Regions from separate parts of the Danio rerio genome. Here region 2 is linked to region 1. A link is a contact called in public Hi-C data. All regions are on one chromosome and are shown on one strand. The core of a region is the stretch at or near the end of the contact, and the rest is flanking DNA. Distances in the headings are between cores, read along the strand shown. Region 1 overlaps spegb (striated muscle enriched protein kinase b). Region 2 overlaps ctdsp1 (CTD (carboxy-terminal domain, RNA polymerase II, polypeptide A) small phosphatase 1).

Region 1 (6,027 bases), core at 688-3,187:
TGCTATCTCCAATTGAGTTGCAATTCATACACGGATGTAAGCATTGGAGTCTGGACATTGTCTCATGTGTTTTGTCTCCTCATTTCAGAAGCTCTCTAGAGCTGGTAATCTGTCAGTGTCTGTGATTGTGTTTGACATGAATGCTATTCCAGTGTGTAACTTGATGCGTTTGTCATGCTGTCCACCATTCAGGCTTAGCGGGAGGTTGCCGTTCACAGAAAATGACCCTGCCGAGACCGAGGCCAGAATACAGGCAGCCAAGTTTGACCTCAGTAAGCTTTACCAAAACGTGTCCCAAAGTGCCTCTCTGTTCATCAAAAAGATCCTGTGCAGCTACCCTTGGTGAGTAAAACAGTGCAGTGTGAAATACTCATCTGAGATGTGTAAATGACCACGTCTGGGTCACATTTCCTATAAATTCAAGACATTTTAGTTTTTGCATAGTAGGATGAAGGCTTTTTGGACCATTACATTTGCAGTGTGACATTATAGAAATTCAAATTCAGCATTTTCCTTCACAATTAATGATTTAATAAATACAAATCTTTATACATAAGCGTTTTCAAGAGTTTACACTTAGATATTGCTTGGAGCTATTAGCAAGTTTGACATGCTGTCTGGGGAGAGAGCTCGGGGATAATTGAGCCCAGGGTTCCCGCCTGGTAAATTAGCATGTAAGGGGGTCCGAGATCAGGTAGGTCTCGATAGCTCCCCCTGGTAAAAGGAGAAAAAGGAGGATATGGAATGGAAGGGAGGATTCTCCCAAAACGAAGATAAGTAGTAGGGTGAATTCGATCTATTTATTGTAGGTTTAGATCAATCTGATTGGATTATTGCTGATTACCGATGAGAGATCAGCCGTGATCAATCATATCCAGTGCTCCTCGCGAAATTAGTTTGTAAAACTTCACTTTTAAAATGTAATAAAATGTCAAAATTATTTAATACATTAAAGGGGTCAATTTAATTAAATTTGCCAGTGACAGTTTTGGTAATTTTCAAATTATTGTAAAATTGTTTATCTTATGCCCCCATGTAACAAAAAGTGTATTGTATTATATTAAACATAATGAAAAGTAGTATTGCTTGTATTTTTAATACAGATTAATAAATAATATAATTTATACTTTTTTATTACATAAAATGACAAATAAAATCTAATATTCCTAATAATTGTAATCAACAAAATTTAGATAGATAGATAGATAGATAGATAGATAGATAGATAGATAGATAGATAGATAGATAGATAGATAGATAGATAGATAGATAGATAGATAGATAGATAGATAGATAGATAGATAGATAGATAGATAGATAGATAGATAGATAGATAGATAGATAGATAGATAGATAGATAGATAGAAGGCATAATCACTAAGTATGGTAATTTCTTTTCGCATATATCTCAAGGACTGTTTAATACAGGGAAGATTCAAAGATAACCTTTCAAAATGTATATCTATTTAATTTTATTATTTTGATTTTTTTTTTAATTGTCTTTATTCCAGCCAAACTTAAATAAATTAGACTTACTCTAAAAGAAAAAATACAATTGCAAATACTGTAAAAAAAAAAAGTCTTGCTCTGTTAAATATTAAATCAGAAGTAATTGAAAGAGAATTAAAATTTCACAGGAATATTAATTTTAATATTTAGTTTTCAGATTTTTATTAAATCAGAAATATATAAATCATGGTTTCTATAAACTGTAGTATTCTGCTCTATGTATTTCAGGGCCCGTCCGACCATCAAGGACTGCTTTACCAACTCGTGGCTGCAGGACGCATATCTGATGCGCCTGCGAAGACAGACTCTCACATTCACCACCACACGCCTCAAAGAGTTCCTGGAGCAGCAGCAGCACATCAGAGCCCAAGAGGCAACAAAGCACAAAGTCCTCCTGCGTTCCTACCAGAGCAACCCACAAACCCCATCCACCCCTCAGTGAGCTCCAGCACGGCATGAGACATGAGGCCACGGCTCCGGGGTTCTTCAGGACGCGGACAGAGAGAGACACAACCTCAGGACATCCCACTTAATGTGTGTTTACACAGATCAAGCACAGGAGTTTAACCAAGCTGGGGTCAGTTCTGAAACCAGAAACACACACACACACACACACATACATACAAAACATCCAGTGCATTTACCTCCATTAGCTGTGGCCAGCATGCACGGTGTTTATTGTCCCGGATGTTGTTCTTACTTCACGCTCATTTTTAACAAAAGCAGTTTGAATCTCTAGTGAGGGGTCAGATGAACTTTAGACTCATTCTCCTTGAGAGAAGCGACTATTTTGTACACAAAACCGAGAAGACAGCGATCTAGTCCTTCACTTGATGCAAAAAATTTTACGTCGATGTTTTTTTTTTTTTTTTTTTGGGTGTCTTCCAGGGCCTTGAGATTCGTGGACAAAAAAAAATGGTGTACATCTTTTTTGAACTAGTTTTTATGGCATAAGTATTACTTTTATTACTGCTAGTTGTTATACAGTAGTGATTATCAGTACTAAACAAACAAAAAAACAATAAAAACGAGATGCTTTTTTGTCTTTTGCTAAAGTGTTTTGACCTAAACCGAAGTGGATTGACTTTATTGTAATATCAAAAGGCCTCACAGCTTTAGGGAGTGATATTTTTTTGGCAAGAATTCCCTGTACGGTTTGGCTAATCCGCTTTTTTTGATAAGTTGAAGTCTAAGACCAGGAATGTATTATATATTTCAGTGCATACAGTAGCATACAGCATGCATCTGTGAATAGCATATGGACAGAACTCTGTTTTTAGACTCTGAAGCTGTTTCACGTAGAGATCAGATGGGTTAAGATGTGCCTGGAAACTATCTAGAGCTCTTTGGATGTGTCTTAGAAAAGTGACTTTTTTTTTGAAGGGACTAGAATATGTTGTATAACACACGTTAGCTGCTGCAGTGAATGTTTGAGAGTCTTTAGTTTATTATTTTAAGAAGGTTTTTGCTGTAAGATTCATTTATACCCATGAATGAGAGTAACTTTATATTGAAAGCTGTCTAATTTTTGATCTAAATAACACATAAACAATATTAAATACATTACATATATTGATCACAAAAAAATCTGAGATTTTTAATTACTAGAAGAACGTGTATTTTTTTGACTTATGTCCATTTTGACAATTTATGAATCCAAAAATAGGAGTTTTAATCTTGACTTTGTTATATTATAGGCATCATTATGTTACTTTCATAGTTTGTTTTATCTAGATTTATTTTTGAACAGTTTGCATCCTGTTTGGTAAGCATAGATTCCCAGTATTCTGTCAGTATTCTGTTTTTTATTTTATTTCTTTGTATTTGTTTAGTTAATTTATCTAATGAACAAATGACGATTGTGTCATTCACATCCACAAAACTAATAGAAATCATATTCACAAACTAGCTAAAGTTAAAATAAGGTCTCTGTAAAACTAATGGTACAGATATTTTCAAAAAGAAAACAAAAACTAATTTCATTTTCTGCTTCATAAAGATGTTGAGCTGCAAAAGTTTGCATTGAATTTAATGCGTTCAAAAGACGTGTGGTTTAGTTAGGAAAAATCAATGAGTTATAAATAATTTGTATCAATTTTATAATACTCTGGCGAGTACTATAAAATCGAATTCAATCTACTTGTGTTTCAATTTTGAAATCGGATTACATCTAGATTACATCTACTCTGTAATAAATGCTGGGTTCCACAATCAATTTGTGTTGGGACAACATGAAGAAATTACATTAACTTACTAGTTTTTACAAATTTAAGTAGATTGAACATAAAACAATTAAGCTGTCGCAACAAAAACTCAATAATTCTGTTGTTTCAGCTCATTTGAAATAAGTAGTTTGAACAAATATCATATTTTTGAGTGTAGATTACATGTGATAAGTTACTTTCCAACACTTGTGAATATAACTTTTCAACAAATTTTATAGGCTAAAAATGGGTCTATGTGAGTGTAATTATTATTAGATTATTTTTAAAACCGGTAGTGACCTCAAACCGCAGGAAAACACATTATATTTCACAAATATTGGCTTAGATCATTGCTCTCAAACTCGATTCCTGTAGGGCTAAAGCTCTGCACAGCTTTGCTCCAACACCTAATCAAACACAGCTGATGCAAATAATCAAGGTGTTCAAGACTACTAGAGACTATTAAGCAGGCGTGAGTTGGAAGTGTTTGGAACTAAACTATGCAGAGCTGCGGCCCTCCAGGAATTGAGTTTGAGACTATTGGCTTAGATTGAATGACTGTTAGTGTAGTGTTTATTGCCATACTCGCGCACATTTATTTTCATCCACTTTGCATAAATGGCAACATTTTGGGTTTGTTCTTCTATCTAATTTGTTTATTATTTGGTTTTTGGGGTTATTCAAATATGCGCGAGGACTACAACCGAGAAAAAATGGAATCACGATCAAGAGGAACGAATTCTGTTGTTGTGAATAAGATTTGATGTTATTTGAGGTGTGTTGGTTCATTCACTTCTCTTTCAGTCATGCCGAGCAACCCTTTAATGTGAAACTAAACCGAGCTTTTCTGGAATGAATTATGTTGCACTAAAACAGTGACAATGTGGAGATAATATGAATGTTTTACAGTAGAATGAAGTGTGTATATGTTGAAAACGTGACTTTTCATGAATAAAATCTGCTGTCAGCAATACCCAACAGACTCTGCATTCTTTTATTATTATCATCATCCAGTCAATTCAGTGGTTTGAATTGGAGTAAGTGAAAGTGGTTTGAATGTCATCACAGAAAACAACAGTTTCAGATTCTGAAAGCAAAAACTACATTTTCTCTATAGGGAAACTGATTTTTAACAAACAATATTCGGGTAGGGTATGACATTGACACGAATCCTGACCCTACCATCCAAATGTTGCAGCAGAAATCGAGACTCATCAGACCAGGCAATGTTTTCCAATCTTTTATTGACCGATTTTGGTGAGCCTGTGCAAATTGTAGCCTCAGTTTCCTGCTTCACGGTTGGATCCGTTGTGTGTTTACTTGGTTGTAACAAGTGGTTATTTGAGTTGCTGTTGCTTTTCTATCTGCTCGAACCAGTCTGGCCATTCTCCTCCATTCTCATTCTCTCGCTCACAAAACTGCCGCTCAATGGATATTTTCTCATTTTTCTTATCCTTTTCTGTAAACCCTAGGGGATGGTTGTCTGTTAAAATCCCAGTAAATCAGCAGTTTCTAAAATACTCATACCAATCTGTCTTGCACTAACAACCATGCCACGTTCAAATTCACTTAAATCACCTTTTATCCCCATTCTAATGCTCGGTTTGAACTTCAGCAGATCGTCTTGACCATGTCTACATGCGTTGAGTAGCTGCCATTTGATTGGATGATTAGAAATTTGCATTAACGAGCAGTTGTACAGGTGTTCATAATTAGGTGGCCGGTGATTGTATGTTTTTACAGGCTTGTCATTGGTTAGCTCTGGTTCCTGAGCTTTTCTTTCTTTTTTGTTTTAACAGTCACAGTCAGGACCTCAGTTTAACATGTCTTATATGAAAGACTCACTGACAGTATAGTGTCCCCTTCACTATACTGGGGCATCAGGACTCACACAGACCGCAGGTTGAATGCCCCCTGCTGGCCTCACTAACACCACTTCCAACAGCTACCTAGTTTTCCCATGTGGTCTTCCATCCAGCTACTGACCAGGCTCAGCCCTGCTTAACCGGTCTTGAGCTGCAGGGTGATATGGCTGTAGCTATTTTTCAGAGCTAAAAATGTCAAGGTGCAAACATTTAGACTTTAAAACAACACGAATGACTGAACACCTCAGTGGTATTCTATTTCTTAATGACTGTTGTCATTTTCTTTTCTTGTCTTCCAACTTAAGTGCTCATTTTCAGCTCTATGTACACCTAACAGCTCCTACTGGAGAGCTGGGGATGAAGATCGTACACTGTAAAAAATGCTGGATTCCACACAATCGATTTGTGTTGAGACAACATGAAGAAATTAAGTTAACTTTACAAATTTA
Region 2 (6,107 bases), core at 312-2,811, 46 kb after region 1:
GGTAAATTATATAAATATTACGAATGTTATTGGTTAGCTGGTTACATTGTAGCCCTGTGTCCTAACAACATGCTACATGATGAGATTTGCATTGATGAGCAATTTGGCTGTTTGCACCAGACGAAATACGACAGAAATTTATATACAGCCATTCAGAAGCACAGAATAGTACACTCACTGCACTCCAACGGAATGGTAAGGTTTATAATCTAATTAATGCATATTAAACCTCTTTAACATTATTAAATGTACATGCTGAATCACTGATGTGTGTTGGCTTGTAGTGAGTCACAGTTCTTAAGTTCAGTTTCAAATGGTTTCTTTTATTTTCAAGATCTGAGGTGAGCTATCTGCTGCTGCTTTCAGTATATGGCTATAAATGTCATGTAATATGGCATTCAAAATCACATTATTAGCATTTAACACTGAATAAAGCACATGAGGTGTACCTGAGATAATCATTGTCAGTTTTCTGTTGTTCAGGTGCAAGAAATAGAAACGATTTCTAAAATATAAATTTCAGGTGTTGATTAGAACAAAAACTTTTAATATGGAAAATATTGCTTCTATCACTTGTCGTTGCTTTAGTTTAGAACACGGTTTAAATCAGAATTTAGGCTCGTTAGTCAGGCACTTTTCTGTATCGTCAGTCTGGCAACCTGCGCTTGGATGTGTTTTGAACCATGAATGCAATACCTAGTTCAACCACTGGGTGTCAAACTTACATCACCTTTATGCAGCAAGAATTAAAGAATCATTACCTGATGAAGGCACACAGCCGAAACAAACGTTTTTTTTTTTTTTTCTCCTTTGATTCATTTAATAAATAATTGCTTGCTATCGTTCTGTAACACAGGAATTGCCAGCACTTCATAATTACTTGAATGGTCATTCAGACTGTTCATATAAGACTGTACTATATTCAATTTTTGTTACATCATATTCAACATCAAAGATCCTATAAAGATTTTAGATTTGAGCTTTCAAGGTCTATTGTCATATTTTAGTCAAAGGAACAAGAAAAACTATTAGAGGCTAAAGTGGATGTGGTCAAATTGAACGTAATGGCCATTCAATGTAGAAATACTCAAAATATTACTCTTTTATTTTATTAAAATGATAATCTAAAAGGTTAGAATTAATATACACACATTTATGAAATGTCAGGGTACTATAGATATATGCGTTTTATTTTAACAAATTTGTTAAATTGCATAAATTAAAAAGCGTTTAAAATGACTGCTTTGGTAGTTCTAGTTTTAATATGCGTATATATATATATATATATATATATATATATATATATATATATATATATATTTAATGTTAATTTCCCAGAGAAGTGTAAAACGCTGTGGGTGAGACTTTTTGTTTTTAGCGGTGCAACATGAAAACTCAACAAGTGCCTTGGTTTAGGACAAGACCTTTGCTTCGGGAAGCATGTAATCTAGTTAACCATTTGAAACACCAATTGGTCACAGCAGTCCCGAATACTTTGGAGCACATTTTGTAGATTGGTTTAAACTATTGCAATATGTCCGCCTAAGTCTTTCACAATGTAATAATGTTTGAGTGCATGCACTGTCCAGCAACATGCTTGACAACTAAGAACAAAAGAGGAAGTGTGTTTACAAGTCACCCTTTGCAAAATTGACTTTTTAATATATTAGACATGCGCGTTATATTCAAATTTTTTGAGTTATCAAATACAAGTAAGCTTATTTGAGCAGCCAGTGGTTGTGTTTTAGGAAGATTTTACATGTATGCATGCACTGTAGATAGTGGCTAATGCATGATTTGATTCAGAATAAAAGATTTGCTTCTCCTGCTGAAGGACATCATAAAGACAATATGTGCACAATTTGGGGAAGCCAGAAAGAAAAAAAAGTTTCCTCATGGGAGTGTAACATTGCTGTTGACTTTGACAATCCATTATACTCAAAAAAGGGAATGTATATTGAGTACATTAAATATATAAGTGTTTTTTTGTTGTTGTTACAAATTTTTCAGAGAAATCATGGTTAGTAGTTTATCCACAAACTTAAAAAAAAAAAAAACATTTCAAAGAGATTTCAGATTTCGAGTCTGCATTAAAATATTAAAATATCTTTAAAAAAATCTTAATTTCAGTGATCAAATACCATTTAAGTGAATTTATATACATTACCTGACAAAATCTTGTTGTCTATCCAAGTTTTAGGGGCAACAAATAATAACTTCTAGTTGATCATTTGGCATCAGAAGTAGCTTATACACAAGGCAAAGGCCTCTAGATCACGCTTATTTTTACCAAAATAAAAGATCATCATTCCTTGATTTTAATTACTTAATTAGGACCGTAAGGTCTGACATTGCTTAGACAAAAGTCTTGTCACATAACAGAAATAATGTACAGTATAAAATATAATGTCATGGGCTTGCAGGACTGCATCCATACATCTCTGCAATGACTCAAACAGCTTATTAATAAATTCATCTGGAATGGCAAAGAAAACCTTGCATGATTGCCAGAGTTCATCAAGATTATTTGGATTCATCTTCAGTGCCTCCTTCTTCAGCTTACCCCAGACATGCTCAATAATGTTCATGTCTGGTGACTGGGCTGGCCAATCCTGGAGCACCTTAAGCTTTTTTGCTTTCAGAAACTTTGATATGGAGGCTGAAGTATGAGCAGGAGTGAGCGTCACAAGTGTCTTGATACCGCAGGCTGTTGATCTTGCCATCCACTCTGCAGATCTTTCATATGCCCCCATACTGAATGTAACCCCAAACCACGATTTTTTCTTCAACAAACCTGACTAATTTCTGTGAGAATCTTGGGTCCATGCAGGTTCCAATAGGTCTTCTGCAGTATTTGTGATGATTGGGATGCAGTTCAACAGATGATTCATGAGAAAAATCTACCTTCTGCCACTTTTCCAAATGATCAACTAGAAGTCAAGTTATTATTTGTTGCTCTCAAAACTGGGATTGATGACAAGACTTTTGTGGGGTAGTGTACATAGAAAAATCTTTAAATGCAAAAATGTCCACTTTTAATGTTCCATTAGCTTGCTTGAAGTCAAAATTGTCAGTGAAACAATTCTCCATCATCATTCAGTGTACTTTAAGGGATTTATTTATCTAAAAATGAAACCAAACTTTTTTAACCTGCACTTGATGAAATGTATAAAGGTGACCATACAAAGTTTTTATTTAAATAATATGTAGTATTTCTTGCTGATAAATTTAGTAAAAAACTGATTTAAAGGATCTTTCAAAGTATAAAGATTAGGAAAGGAAATGAACAAATATGTTGGTGTTGGACTAATACATAAAAATACTATACTAATCAAATGAATAGCTTTTATAACAAATTTATGTTGTGTTTCAGCTCTTTTTTTAAGGTTAACAGATGCTATTTTCATTAAGGATTAGTAGTGCAAACAAGTTTTTTGTGTTTCACAGAAAATGAACAGCATGCAGATGGACAGTCATACAGGAATAAATGTATTGAATAATTAATGATGTTTTCATGTTCATGGAGAACTCTTGCTTTTAAAGAGAGTAAAACAAGCATGGTCTTAAAGAATTGGACCCCTTAATGTTGCTTCATCTGGTTGTTTGTAAATGTAGGTCACACTGTCCTGATGTCTCTGCAACTCATAAACGTGATTATCTCAACATTTGAGATTGAGTTTCTGGACCTATCCTAATATCACTCACAGGCTGTGTGGCAATGTTGTCAAAATGATTGGAATCCGCTAGATATTTACACCTCATGTCAGTCATTGACCCAGTTGTCTGTAAAATAGATTTATATGAGTTTTTCGATCTGCTTCCAGCACGTAAATCTGTTTTTTTTTCTTTTCTTTTCTCAGCCAGTAAACAATGCTGACTTTATCATTCCAGTGGAAATTGATGGGACGGTACATCAGGTGAGCACAACCTGTTCTCATGCATGTTTGGTAACTGATGAGTGGAAGGTGATGACATTTAGCTGTAGAGCGACACATAATTAAGCTTATGTGTTCTGCTGTCTCAGTGAAGAAAAGTGCTGATTTACAGCAGGGTGTTTGATGCCAGTATCTTCAAATTATATTGTCCCTTTGTTTATTATAATATACCTTTTTCTTTAATAAAAATTATTTAAAGTTTGTTTGGTGCACCTTTTTAGTACCAGGCTAGACTCAATTTTGTTAAAACTGGCTTATTTCTTTGTGCCAGATTCAATAAGGTGCTCTAAACATTCCTTAGAGATTTAGTATATATTGACTAGGGGTGTAATGGATCACGGTTCGTAATTCATACGGATCACAACCTACAGTTCGGAACACACGTGGTTCGCAGATTAATAAAAAAATTTTACTTGTAGAATAATCCTAAATTCGTAACAATTGCAAAGAGATCACCTCTCGTGTCATTCAAACCGCATGTGTGAAAGCATTTAGGCTTTCATGTAAAATCTAATGATGACGGAAGAAGTTGCGGTAGGTTATTTGGGATGTGGTGGGTTTCCTAGGTTATTAAAGGTGTTTTCTCTACTTGTTTAGCCTGCATTAATGCATTTACTGTAGTGTAAACTGCACGATTAATCAATTAAAGATCGGGATCTCAACACCCACGCAATATAAATTATAAATGACAGTGATTTGCATTAGGCATAGGACGATAACCATTTTCGAGGTATACCGCGGTTTAGAAAAGTCAAGGTTTTAAAACTGTCAGAATTTTCTCCTATACCGTTCCTAAGCAGTTTTTTTTTGTTGTTGTTGTTTTAAGTTTTTTTATGACAACAGAATCTCTAGCAGAAAAAAATATTCAAAGATGCCGTTTTAAATTGTAAAGAAATCAGTATTTTTGAAACTAATGAAGACAGCAGAAGTCAATGATTCATTTTAATTATTTAGGCTGACATGTTTACTGTCATTAATCCTAACTGATTTCGTCTTTTGAGTTAGTTTTAAAGTTGCAAACTGTCAAATAGCACAGAAGTACTGAAATAAGATTATAGTTTAGATAAAACCATTGATGTTTATGGTAAAGTTTAAAATCATTGTCATATGCATTTAACAACACTTAAAAATTAAAGTTGTAGGTAGCAATTATGTACATTATTTAACTGATAGGTGGTGACAATCAGCAATCAAAAATATGCCACTGAAAGTTCTTTTTATAAATGTAAGATAACTGTTCATTTCTAGAAAGATCTAGAAACATGAAACATAAAGTTTTATGATTGAATAACTGAATTTTTTTATTGAAAATGAGAGTAAATATACATTTAAATATATATTTTATTCTAAATAATATACACTTTATACATTTAGTGTTATCAGCAACAGTAGTAGTAACAGTGAATTTTTCACAGTACTGAGTTTATAAGTTATTTGCATTCAGCTGATAATTTCTTCTTTTTATTTTTAATAAAACTACAGGTTTGAAGTTCTGTTTGTTAAAACCAAAAAGTGTCTTGCAGTACTGTTTTTGTGATAAATGAAAAGCAAATTACATTTGTCTTCTCCTCTTTGTGGAAAAACGGTCGAATCTGTGACTTAAAACCCGTAATGTGATCCAAACTGTGAGATTTGTGATCTGTTACACCCCTGTTACAATATTGACATGAGCATCACACTGTTGTTGCAAATTTGTTGGCTGCATATCCATGATGCAAATCTCCTGTTTCAACATTTCCCAAAGGTGCTCCAATTGCTTTGAGATCTTAGGATTGATGACATTTGAGCATAGTGAAGTCATGCACTTACATTACAAGGTTCAAGTGACCCAATTTGGATTTTTTTTTTCTTGTCTTTCATATGGCACAAATGGGATAAGGCCCATGTACTTGTAGGCCTGAAATATATCACATGGATTCCGATAAACTCAGATCAATTTCAGTCCTCATTCATATGTGTAAATAAGTTTGATGTGAATCTGATATGTGCATTCGCGTCTGCAGTGTAAGCAGGTAGATCAGATATTCACCTGTCAATGTGAATCATTTGGTATTGAAAAATGGTAGGGAATAACGTCAACTCTGACGCTGAGAGTATTGCGTAAGAGAGAGAGCATCTGTTGTATAAGCAATATGAAACTATTGCATGCATCAAGTGAACAAACTACTATTT

Evidence for each region. Hi-C and Micro-C count contacts between places; a contact is called where the count stands out from the background.
Region 2: a Hi-C map of hematopoietic stem cells shows a contact between it and region 1, with 2.5 times the contacts expected there. The contact joins two enhancer-like sites. A contact is called at or near these places in 4 of 18 Hi-C or Micro-C datasets (caudal fin, embryo, hematopoietic stem cells and 1 more) and 1 of 4 datasets of contacts at active chromatin or transcription factors (caudal fin).

What each region holds. Positions count from the first base shown.
Region 1 is chr9:43,406,119-43,412,145 of GRCz12tu, forward strand. spegb (striated muscle enriched protein kinase b) reads left to right here. Exons shown (of 42, transcript XM_073913014.1): 41 at 193-342; 42 at 1,738-4,686. The coding sequence ends at 1,951. Among named protein-coding and RNA genes, the nearest start is that of mir732, 3.5 kb to the right of the region's middle. Within about 2 kb of position 1,938, at least 4 of the 62 cell types and tissues checked have an H3K27ac peak or open chromatin away from gene starts, as enhancers often do.
Region 2 is chr9:43,451,995-43,458,101 of GRCz12tu, forward strand. ctdsp1 (CTD (carboxy-terminal domain, RNA polymerase II, polypeptide A) small phosphatase 1) reads left to right here. Exons shown (of 7, transcript XM_021479012.3): 4 at 3,861-3,917. Among named protein-coding and RNA genes, the nearest start is that of dre-mir-26a-1, 8.2 kb to the right of the region's middle. Within about 2 kb of position 1,562, at least 3 of the 62 cell types and tissues checked have an H3K27ac peak or open chromatin away from gene starts, as enhancers often do.